Regions from separate parts of the Mus musculus genome. Here regions 1, 3 and 4 are each linked to region 2. The links are chromatin contacts, called in public capture Hi-C and promoter capture Hi-C maps. All regions are on one chromosome and are shown on one strand. The core of a region is the stretch at or near the end of the contact, and the rest is flanking DNA. Distances in the headings are between cores, read along the strand shown. Region 1 holds the start of Farp2 (FERM, RhoGEF and pleckstrin domain protein 2). Region 2 holds the start of Kif1a (kinesin family member 1A). Region 3 holds the start of Otos (otospiralin). Region 4 holds the start of Hdlbp (high density lipoprotein (HDL) binding protein).

Region 1 (2,700 bases), core at 28-2,527, 410 kb after region 2:
TGTCCAGTCCAGCTCCTTTTCTTTTTTTTTTTTTTTTTGGTTTTTCAAGACAGGGTTTCTCTGTATAGCCCTGGCTGTCCTGGAACTCACTTTGTAGACCAGGCTGGCCTCCAACTCAGAAATCCGCCTGCCTCTGCCTCCCAAGTGCTGGGATTAAAGGCGTGCGACACCACCCGGCCCAGTTCCTTTTCTTAATGATGGACATCACAGTCAGTGGCTATGGCAGTGGCTGGTTACAAATAAGGGATAGCCAAGGTGGTGGAGGAAGTTGGGAAGCCTACTAAAATTGCAGACCCAGTCAGCCTGAGCTTCTAGGTTGCCTTGGAGAAGCAGAGAGCCCCCCCACCCACCCACCCTCCAGTGGGCTGAGGCCCTCCCTGCTTATCTTAAGGACTTATTGCCAAAGGCTAGAGTTCTATATGAATCGCTTGGGGGCCTGTGTGGATTTATTTAGCCTAGACTGGTTCAAAGGGCTGGCTCCCTGCAGGCCCATTCGCTTAACCAATGGAAGAAGAAAGTGAGTTTGCTGCAAGTCTGAAGTGGAAGGACCAGAATCCAGTCTCACCATTTTTCATTTCCAGAAAGCCTCAAATCCAGAAAGGAACCGCGAGGGCTTCGAGGACTCTTAGCGTAGCCTGCACCTCAAAAGCGTCCCTTTAGGAACAGCTGGTGCCTAAAGACCACGGTTCCACTATTCCCTGGTTGGGCACCACGGATGGAAGGTAGGAAAGAGCCTAGTAGTCAGGGAGGCCTGAATGCCAGAATAGTCCCGCGAGCTTGAAGTCCAAGGCCCCACCCAGAATCGGGGCTGCCCTGCTTGCCAAAGCCAGGCTGTAGGCTGAGACCCGCCCCTGTGCCAAAAGTCCCGCCCAGGGCCACCCGCATTCCAGAGTCCAGGTCTGGGGTAGTCCTCCCGTTGTTCCAAAGCTGCGTCCAAGATAGAATCCTCCCGTCGCCTTGTCAAAGCGAAGACTAAGACGGAGAACTCGCGGGTTTCCTAAGTCCCACCCAGCACAGAGTCCTCAGGTCCTAAAGCCCCTCCCAGGGCCGAGGACACGCACAGCCCGCCGAAGCCCTGTTGCACCCGCGGAGAAGCTGCACAGCTTTGCTTCTGACTTTATGGGGCTCCCTCGCCCCGCCCTGTCCCATGTGATCACCAATCAGAGCTAGGTGCTGCGCTCGCAGGCGCCGGTCGGGAGGACCCGCCCGCAGGCCAATCGGTGGTGCGTCCGCGGGGGGGCGGGGCTGCGGCGGACGCGCGGCGGGGGCGGGGAAGCAGCTAGCTGTCGGGATCGGGCGGCGCGGGCGCAGGACGTGGAGGAGGCCTGGCTGGCGGCGGCGCAGGCCGGTGTGGCACGGTGAGGACGCGGCGGCCGTGGGCGGGGGAGGGGAGCGAGCCGCGCAGGGGCGCTGGGTTGGGCATGGGCTTCCTTCGTTGGCCGGACCTCAGCGGAACCCGAGCCGGACCAGGCCTGAGGCTGGCCGTCCACCAGAGAAAGTCCACGCCCGGCTCTGAGGCCTTCGTGAGGCGCGCCAGAGTCCGCGTTTGACAACACACGTCTGTGGACGGCCTGTCGGTGGAGGGCGAAGGGAGGGAGAGTCTCGGGTCCAGTCTGGATGTCCGCTGAGGACTGGCTGGAGAGTTGCTTTTGTAGATGGGCAGTCTGGGGAGGGCTGAGAGCTGCAGAGTTCCAAGGAGCCAGGCTGTCAGCAGAGTACTGAGGACAGGAACAGCACACGTGGAGACCAGCTGTCGAGGAAGGGGGGTGATCAGAGTCTCAGCATCTCTCGTGGACACTGAGTGTCCCGTGATGGGTTAAGGGCCACAAGAATGTCCTGCTGAAGACCGCCCCCACCCCCAGGCCAGTGCTCTACAAAGCACCTTGGGAAGCAGCACCCGGAGCCACAAATGAAAGCCCAGAAGGGCATTCTTTTTTCTTCTCGGCCTTTCCTTCAGAACTGAGACTCGGATATTCTTACTCTGCTAAGATCTAGAAACAGTACTGGCCCACTGCCTTTTACTCATCCGAGATTATAAGCACCTTTGCCATTTACACACGTGGCAGTGATTTCTTAAACTCTTTCATGTCCCAGTAATGGTGATGAAAAATTGAAATGAAAACAAGGCATTCGTGAAGGAAATAATGTCGATACACCGTGCTGAGAAAGAATGGAGAGCCTTAAGATTCCGGACAGAATCTTTAAAGGGGTGGCCTTTCTCCCTAGCTTTGTTCTGTTTCCATGAGGTGTTTTTGACTGGGCCACTGTGAAAATATTTGGTAATTAGTGGGTAGCACCGAATTAGAGTCGGTCTTGTGGAGACGGCATTATGATCAGCAGCACAGATTCTCACAGTGTTAGCAAGATGGAAAGGTCATTTGAAATGGGGAGGTATGAAGTAACCTTTACTTGTAGGCCAAATAAAAGTTTTGTGAGTTTCGGGACGTGGGAAGGCATTTGTGAAGCGCTTTGTGGCTGTTTCGTTGTCAGTTCTAAAGTTTTCATATATCCCTGTCCCCCACCGTTTTTTGTTGAGACAGTTTCCATAGCCCGGGCTGGCCTCCAACCCGTCATCCTCCTTTGTCAGCCACCTGAGGGCTGAGTGTAGGTGGAGCACAGGGGTGCGCCATGGCTTCCTATGCATAGCCCCGTTTTAAATAAAGCACGGGAAGACCTTGCCCGGTGGGGTTGTGGATGACT
Region 2 (2,700 bases), core at 149-2,648:
CTGCGGGTCCCCAAGATTGGACTAGCACTGGCAGCGACTCTCCGCACCTCCTCCACCAGCAGTCACTTGATCCAATCCGCTTGCCCTAGCAGGCCTTTAATCCCAGCAATGCGGTCCCCTCTTAGGAAGGCTAGCCACTGGGGGACGGGTCCTCTGGTCTCTGAGAGAGAAAAAATTCCCATTCCTGGGGACGTGGGCGCGCATCGGGTCCGCGCCCGGGCGACGTCGCGCCGGCGCCCAGCAGGCCCCATGACTTGGCAATCCCTCTGTCCCCTCCCCCTCCCGCTCCCGTTCCTGCGGCCCCCAGCAGCCTGCACCTCACTGCACCGCAGACCCACCCTCTCCCTTAGCCCCAATGTGGTCCCTGTCCCTTCGGGAGCAGAGGGCGGTGGCCTTCCCAAGGGAAGCAGCTGGGGAGAGGAGTGGCTTAATGAGGGAATGCGAGGGTCTTCACAGGCAATGTTCCTAGAGTCAACTGACGCCAGACTCCCCGAGACCTCTGTCATCCCAGACGACGCGTCTCCCAGCCCCCTCCCTCCAGCCTGGGACCACACCTGTTACTGGGGCACTGGCTTTGTAGCCGCCAGGCATGTCTGCTGGTGGTTCCTCCCACACTGTGTCTTTCTGGAAGGGAAATGGGGTCTCTGAAGGGAGGAGCATCGGGAGCACTAGGAGTGATGGGCAGCATTAAGCCAGTGCCTGGCCGTGGCTCCGCATCCCCCGCCCCGCCCGCCTGTTTTGCTGTCGGCTCCAGCATCTGCCCTCCCCCACCAGAGACCAGAGCGGCTGCCCCGCGTACTCTCCCTAGGGCCTGGATCAGCAGCCGTGCCCCGTCTCGACGCCCCTCAGCCTAGTCCTGGTCCCTACTTGGCATCTCTGCCTCCCCTCCCCCGCGGTTCTGTCGCATCCCTCTGGGTAGCTCCTCTGCAGTGGAGGGATACGGGGAAAGGAGGCTGTGCCCAGATCTGCTTGTTCCTCTAGCTGGCGACCTCCACCCACATGGGCCAAGTATCGCGCCTCAGCAAAAGAGTCTTTTCTGTGGCCCTGAAAAGCTTCGCAGGAAGCACTGACACCCCTGAATTCGCCCCTTTGTTCTTCTAAGAGGCGGGGGAAGGTCGGGGGAAGGGAAGCCGCAGCTCCAAGCCCGCGCTTCGGGCTGCGACAAGGACATTGGCGTTGGTCCGGAATCTCCCATCAGATGCACATTTAGTGCGGGTGCCCGATGCCAGGGACAGGTGCGGGATGATGAGCGCGGATGGCGACAGGCCGTGGGGGCAGTAGCCTTACCTCTCAGGCGTCACTGGGGATAGCCGTGCATGGGCACTGGCACCGGGGAGGGTCCCCGATCCTGGAACTGATGCTTCTTACTGCCTGCTCCTGGTGCTGTGACGATGGCACCGCGTGACGGGCTCCGCGCCCCCGACCCGGCCCTCCCCAAGCCCCTCCCGATGCGCTGGTTGGCTGAGCGCTGCGTCCGAGGCTCAGCCGCCAGCTGGTTTGTCGCACAGGGAGAGGGACGGGCAAAGCGGCACAGAAGAGACGAGGTTGGAGCGGGAGGGGGTTGGGGCAGGGCTGTGACATCACCAGTGAGAGGTGGGAGACGGACGCCCGTAATCGGGTGCAGCACCCCCTCGCTCAGCAGTGCCTATCACTCCCAAAGGAGAGGGACCCGGTGGCGCCCAGCTGAACCTGCCTGCAGACCCTGAGCCCTTCCTCATGCTGACTGCTTTCAATTGAAATCATAAAAACTGTAAAACATCCATCTGCAGGACCAAGAGACATCAACACAGGCTTATCGTGGGGGGTGGGGGGAAGGCTAGGATGGGGTTGAGGCGCATCTTTCACTGAAGAGGGGATTTTGGGGCGGGTTAGGGATTTAGACTCCAAGTGTTAACAGGTAGGTCTCAAAAATCTCATCTGGCTTTTGGGCCCTATCACCAGAGAAAAGTCAGAGCGTTGCAGAGAGCTCTGCTGACTGGGTGAAGCTACAGACGGCAGGCTAACCCGCACCTCTTTTCCTCACACATCCTTCCGTCAGGTGGAGATCTCCTCCTTGTCCCCCTCCCTGTTCCATGGGTCCTAGACCATCATCACACACGGTCACTCCAGCCTAAATCCTCAGGACTTCAACCCACACGCTTCCCTGGATCCTCGATGGCAAACCTCAGCCTTCACCAAGTCTCAGATTTTCCTTTTTCAGTGAGGGTTGGCTGGCAGCTGGGTGAATTACAGGGCCAACCACAGCCCGGGGCTGAGTAACTCAGCTAAGGCCTATGGTCAGCTCTCCCACCAGGACTCCCCGCACTGCGGTGGTGGGAGTGATGACATCACGTTACCATAAAACTAGGGTTTCAAGCTTCCTCTTCAAAAAGCTCCTGCCAGCAGCATCCTCTACCCCTGGCAGTTGCTGGGCACTTTAAATGGTTGTCCACTTAATCCACAGCAGCCTGAGTGAGGCGGGGGCCCAACCTCAGTTGGCAACTGTGTAGCAAGAGGCAGCAGCACTGGTAGGCAGCACAGGCCAGATCCCCATCTTCTGACTGAGACTACCCCCTTTCCCGCCCCACCCCTCCAAAGCCGGGGTGGGGGGAAGCTTCACCCCTTTCTGTTCCTCAATATCACCCGAATAAGAATACCTTCAAGGATGGCAGGAACAGAAAGGCACAGTGTTTATGACTCCATTTTCCGCTGCACTTGTTA
Region 3 (2,700 bases), core at 157-2,656, 450 kb before region 2:
GAGAACGAACTCCCACAAGTTGTTCTCTGACCTACACATACACACCTGGAACACACTGCAAACACATACACAATAAGTAAATGTCATTTTTTTTAATGGTAAATGCCTTCCCCAGGGCCCTTGCATTCCTACATTTGATGGGAATCCCAAAACACTGGATTCCATCCTTTAATAATTGCTAGGATTCCTTCTAAAATTCAATGCTTGAGGGCAGGGAAGAGTTCGAATTCTCAAAAGCTCCCAAAGGTCGGGCCCAGGAACAATACCATATAGGATGGGCAAACTTGAAACCTGCCCAGTGACTGCTCAGAAGCCTGCATGATATCCAGTGCATAATATCCCGCCCCACACAGAAACTCGGAGGGAACCTCCAAGGTCTTAACAGTCTGTCTGCTTGGATTCAAGAGATGCTTAGATGTATAAGGCCACTCTGCTGGACAGAGGCCCCTTGTTATCTCCCGTGGCAGTCAGCTTGAAAAGGACCCTGTGGTAACGAACGCCAGGATTGGGAATGAGTCAGAGGTATCTGGCGCCCCCTGCTGTCCATCCATGGACACCACATCTGACTAATAATTACTCCTTGAGCCTCGCAGATGCCCCTGCCTGTACTCTGAAATGCTAGCGCAACCCAAATTCATTCTCCTAGAAGGCAGAGCCCAGAGTAGCTTACCATCATCCATTGAGCTGTCCCAACATGGACACAGGCAGGTGCTCATAATTTAAAGTCTCAAGGCCACAGTTCATCGTGCCAGTGTGTTTTCCTGCATTCTTCTCTGCCACGGAATGGTCCGCCTGTGTTTTGCACTGTTCATACATCCCCGAGCCCCGCAAAGCCTCGGAAGTGGCTTATAACTGATCCTAGAGTCACTTCCTGTTTCCTGGACCGTGGCCAGCATAAGTACTGGGGTGTAGGGGGTGATGGCTCACAGTCTGCCTTCTCCTCACATCTCCCAGACTGACATCTGCCCTAAGTCCTCCGTCCCAGATGGCAGCATTGCCCTCCCGCTTGTGCCTGCAGAGTACCCGGGTGTCCCAGGGACTGAGCAGTACCTCACTGACAGGGCTGGAGTCTTCTGGCTGGATTCAAACCCAAGGAGAGTGGCGTCATGTGACCACACAGAGCTGGGATTCAGAGGTTCTAGAAGTCATGCTGCCCCTTGTCCCTCTAAACATGCCCTGGTAGACACATTTCCTTTGGGAAGTGCCATCCCTGCTCCTACAAAGGAGGGGGGCGCAGACTTCTAATGTCACCCATGTTTGTCCTCAAACACACACATCCCTATCGGACTTTTAAAGAGCTTAACTAAACATGTTACCTTGGACATGAAAAGGGAGAATTCTGGGAGCGTGTTGAGCTGACTTGGCAAAGCCTGTCAAGGTGGAAGTCCCTCCACGCCACCACAGCTGATGCGGGTGTGGCAGCTTTAACAGGAAATCTAGAAGGGCCTGGGGTGAGACAGCCGGTCCCAGGCTGCTTGGAGAACAGGCTCAGAGCTTGGAGTGGAATGTTTCTGAGATGGCCTCCAGGGGGCGCCATGCTCACAGGCTCCTGTGCAGCTGGCCCACAGGACAGGGTTTGTGTTCTGGAATAATCAAAGTCTCCTTCCATGTCATAAGACTGACCGCATACGGATCTGAAGCTGAAATGTGAAAGCATGTGATCACCTTCTTTTAAAATACCTCGTTCTTTTCCTGAACTGACCATAGACTCTCTGAAAAGGTCCCAGGTCAACCCCGGCGAGTACCCCTTCAGAAACCACGAAGAATTGACCTGGATTGGGATGAGATGGGGTTGGGGGGTCCTAGGGACTCCAGTGTGGCTGAAAGAAATACAGGACGCATGGTTACATTTGAATTTCAAGCGACCAGCTTTTCTAGCGGAAGTTTCATGTCTCAAACATCTCCAGGGATCTGTCCCCCAACCCACCCACCCCCAAATATTCACTTTAGGTGAAACACTCATCTTCCCAACACCATATGCACACACAGGTGTGTACACACTTACAATGTGCACAGACAAGCAGGTGTCTATTGCTGTCATCCCATAGAGTATGGGAAGAGGCGGGCTGCTTTGGAGGCTGAGCCTGGGATCAGAAGGCAGGAGCAAGATAGGTGTGGCGCTACCTGAGGCCACCATCTGGAATCAATACTGCACCCCCAATACGCACAGAGAGCATCTGGGTTCCTGGGGGCTAATGGATCCAGAAACCAGCCCAGGCAGAACTGAAAGATCTTGCTGAGGCCAAGGATCCAGGGATTGCTATAGGCCCTGCCCTGACTGCAGGAAGCTCCACTGGTGGCTTCTCGGTGACATAAAGGGTTAACTGAACCACTGAGCCAGGCATCTCACTGGGAAGTTGCCTGGTTCACCACAGCTGCCTCCCTGAGAGGTGGAGTACATACCCTTCCCAGCAAGGAATATTTAGCTTGTGGTCATTTGCGACCCCCAACAGAAGGATGGGTCTCACATGGCCCATGGTTTTTTGTTTGTTTGTTTGTTTGTTTTTTCTCACAGGATTCTTTGTCATCTGCATTTCTCTGCATCATGGGAAAAGATTCCCAGGAACCCAGGAAGGGCTGGTGTTGACCCTGGGCTGTGAAGGATGTCATCTGAGCTTTTCCCACAAGGGCTTCACCACGTCGGACATGCTGACACAAGCCGAAGGATCTGCCTTGGACTCCAGTCAGGGGACAGGATAC
Region 4 (2,700 bases), core at 129-2,628, 340 kb after region 2:
TCAACACAGAACTTGAACTAAAAGAAGAGAGGTAGAAGCCCAGAATCGGGGAGCAACAGGGCCTCCTGCGGGAGAGCAGTGAGGCTGTGGCAGCTGGAAACCTGTTGTTAATCCAGAAAATAGAAAAAGCTGTATGTGAAGAATCCTTCTTGATTCTGAACAAGGAAGTATTTAAATTGATTCCCCTGTGCTAAGTTGTGCCAACTACTTATGTAAGGGGCAACACTATGCAAGGAGAATTCAGTTATGCTTCAGAAAGAATTTCCTATCAACCTCAGCTAGAGGGACTCAAGTTCTTTATACTGTAGGCCAGTCTACATGGAGGGCACTGAAAACCTCCACCTTGAAAACCTTCAGCTGAGATGCAGGTTTCTCTTCCAAATTTGAAACTTCACTTTTACGTCCTCAGAAGCTTTTCGAAGGTGCCCTCTCCCCACCAAATACCGAAGAGTACAAACTCCAAAATTAAAAACAAAACCCAGCTATGCTGAGATCACAAACTATGTCTGTGACTACCAAGGCCGGCCCAGTGCATTACCCAGCTCTGGAAGTCAGAGACCCAGCCTGGGAGGAACTTTCGCAGATGCCACCTCAGCATGGCCCTCCCACCGGCCAAGAGCGCCCGCGGGCGGGGACAGGCTTAAAGGGACAGTATCCTGCTCGGCCTCCCTGCCTTTCATCCAAATTCGGTATTTTTCCGTAATGTATTTTTCACCCATGGACCCTGGGGCGCATCCAAGTAGTACTTGGGCCGGGAGTCCTCCAGTGACCACGTAGCCAGACGCCGCAGGTGAAGGTGCAGCAAGGCACCGCGCGGGACATAGGGGCCCCGGGTGAAGATCCCAGCTTGACGCGAACTAGGGCGCCACTGACCTAGCTAGGTCCGGTCCACAGCCCGTACGGCCGGGCCGAGCTGGGGGGAAGGGGTGCGGGGGAGGGGCCGGCTCGGCAGCCCACGTCACCAACCTGGCCAGGTCGTTCCCCTCCCCCATCGCGGCGGCCCGCCCGGTGAGCTAGAAGTCCAGGCGGTCCGGGCCCGCAAGCAGACCCGCGGCGCGTGGCGGACTTGGGAAAGTTTCTGCGCTCCGGCGCGGCCATGCGCAGAGTGACACGTAGCGGCCCCCGCCCGTCGCGGTAGCTGGAGACCAGGAGCCTGTGCGGCCGGGGAGCTGAGGAACCGACCCCAGCCGTGCTCAGCGGCGACCCCCCGCCGCCCCGCCCCTGGCACCCCCGCCCACCAGCTCGCCCGATCCTCACTCGTGAGTGTGACCACCCGAGAGTCTGTCCGTCTGTCGCTGCCGCTGCGCGGGAGAAGCCGGGACGCTCCGAGGCGCGGCGCCCGGGCCGCCGCTGCTATATAGGGCGGAGGCTCCAATCCCGCCGAGACACGTCAGACCGGCCGCCCGCCCCGCCCGCTGCGGGGTCCCTACAGCGCCCGGGAGCGGACCAACTCTTTAAGAGTTCTGCGGCCTGACAGGGGGCGAGGAGTTGGTAAGTTAATTACCTACAGAGAACAGGCAGGCCCCAGAGCCAGAGGTGCCAGAGTTGAGGCCACCAGAAACTGTGTCACCAAAAGAGAAAAGAAAGCTCTGAGGACCTCAGACAGCAGACAGCCCGGAAAACCATTTTACCATCCCCTAGAGCACCCCCTGATGGAACACATTCTCATTCTCTTCGGGATCTCTTCCTCCTGCTCCCACCTCTACTGCAAATCCTTACTCCATTCCTCAATGTCCAACACAACAAACTCCAAAACTTTCGAAGCCCTCTACACAGTATTATTCAGTGTCCCATATGTACAGACCAGCCTGCAGTGAATTCCTACCTCTCCCATACTCAGTTGGGACAGAGCAGAACCTCTGCCCTCAGAATGCTTCCTCCTTTGAAAGGACTAGTTCTGCCCTGTTGCGTTTATTGACAACTACTTGAAGAATTTGTACACAATCATTATTTTGAACCTCTCCTGAGGTGACATGAGCACACTTCTGACCTATACTGGACAGTGATATGCAGTGATATGCATCAGCACAGAATAGGCTAGTAACCAACAGCAGATGCCCCCACCTTCTTTTCCCCACTTCTGACAACTTTTCACTGTGTAGATTTGTCTCAGCTTCCTTCTCTAGTGTTTGGATTACAAGTGTGAGCCACCAGGTCTGGATAATATGTGCCTTTCTTGTGGGACAATGGTATGTGGAAGGGCTGAAGAGGCCTTCTGTAGTTGTCATTCTAAGGCTTACAAGCATTTGCAGCAGTGAACAAAATAAGCAATCAGACTTAGTATGTACTTAGAAGGTAGCAGCACGGTGATGGGCTCTTGATTGAGGGACTGGGAAGAGCTGCCCTAACTAGACTTTAGACTGAAGGACAAGGGGGGAAAATGGAATGTGCTGGAAAGAATGGGGATGGGGCTGCTGAATAGGAAACTATCTGAAAGTTGAGGTGTCAGAATTGAGAAGTCCAGGAGCCAGTAATGCGGCTGACAGGAACACCACAGTTCTTCATGACATAAATCTCTGAAGGTACTGCTTAAAAGACCAGAGGGCATTTCCAAGCTGCCAGCATAGTCACCGAGTGATAGAGCTTCTTAAAGCCTCTGTAGGCACCAAGTTGTCTTTCCTTCTGTGTTATTATTACTGTGCAAGGTGTCTTTCCCTGGTGATTAACCAACCAGCAACTAGAAGAAATGTTTTTGTTGTC

The links. Promoter capture Hi-C pulls out the DNA fragments that hold promoters and counts their contacts. Capture Hi-C pulls out chosen DNA fragments and counts their contacts.
Region 1: a contact with region 2 is called in a promoter capture Hi-C map of embryonic stem cells, with 2.5 times the contacts expected there. The contact joins the promoter of Farp2 here to the promoter of Kif1a in region 2. A contact is called at or near these places in 8 of 39 promoter capture datasets (the C10 cell line, cranial neural crest, embryonic stem cells and 3 more), 2 of 484 Hi-C or Micro-C datasets (cortical neurons and rod photoreceptor) and 1 of 115 datasets of contacts at active chromatin or transcription factors (astrocytes).
Region 3: a contact with region 2 is called in a promoter capture Hi-C map of stem cell-derived epiblast-like cells, with 2.1 times the contacts expected there. The contact joins the promoter of Otos here to the promoter of Kif1a in region 2. A contact is called at or near these places in 3 of 39 promoter capture datasets (embryonic stem cells, liver and stem cell-derived epiblast-like cells) and 1 of 115 datasets of contacts at active chromatin or transcription factors (bone marrow-derived macrophages).
Region 4: a contact with region 2 is called in a capture Hi-C map of embryonic stem cells, with 2.9 times the contacts expected there. The contact joins the promoter of Hdlbp here to the promoter of Kif1a in region 2. A contact is called at or near these places in 1 of 39 promoter capture datasets (frontonasal cranial neural crest), 3 of 115 datasets of contacts at active chromatin or transcription factors (embryonic limb bud, epiblast stem cells and stem cell-derived neural progenitor cells) and 1 of 9 other capture datasets (embryonic stem cells).

The regions. Positions count from the first base shown.
Region 1 is chr1:93,510,827-93,513,526 of GRCm38.p6, forward strand. It overlaps Farp2 (FERM, RhoGEF and pleckstrin domain protein 2), which reads left to right and starts at 1,278. Exons shown (of 27, transcript NM_145519.2): 1 at 1,278-1,358.
Region 2 is chr1:93,100,476-93,103,175 of GRCm38.p6, forward strand. It overlaps Kif1a (kinesin family member 1A), which reads right to left and starts at 1,399. Exons shown (of 49, transcript NM_001368847.1): 1 at 1,288-1,399.
Region 3 is chr1:92,647,435-92,650,134 of GRCm38.p6, forward strand. It overlaps Otos (otospiralin), which reads right to left and starts at 1,407. Exons shown (of 5, transcript NM_153114.2): 1 at 1,317-1,407.
Region 4 is chr1:93,444,323-93,447,022 of GRCm38.p6, forward strand. Hdlbp (high density lipoprotein (HDL) binding protein) reads right to left here and starts at 1,379. Exons shown (of 28, transcript NM_001301364.1): 1 at 1,258-1,379.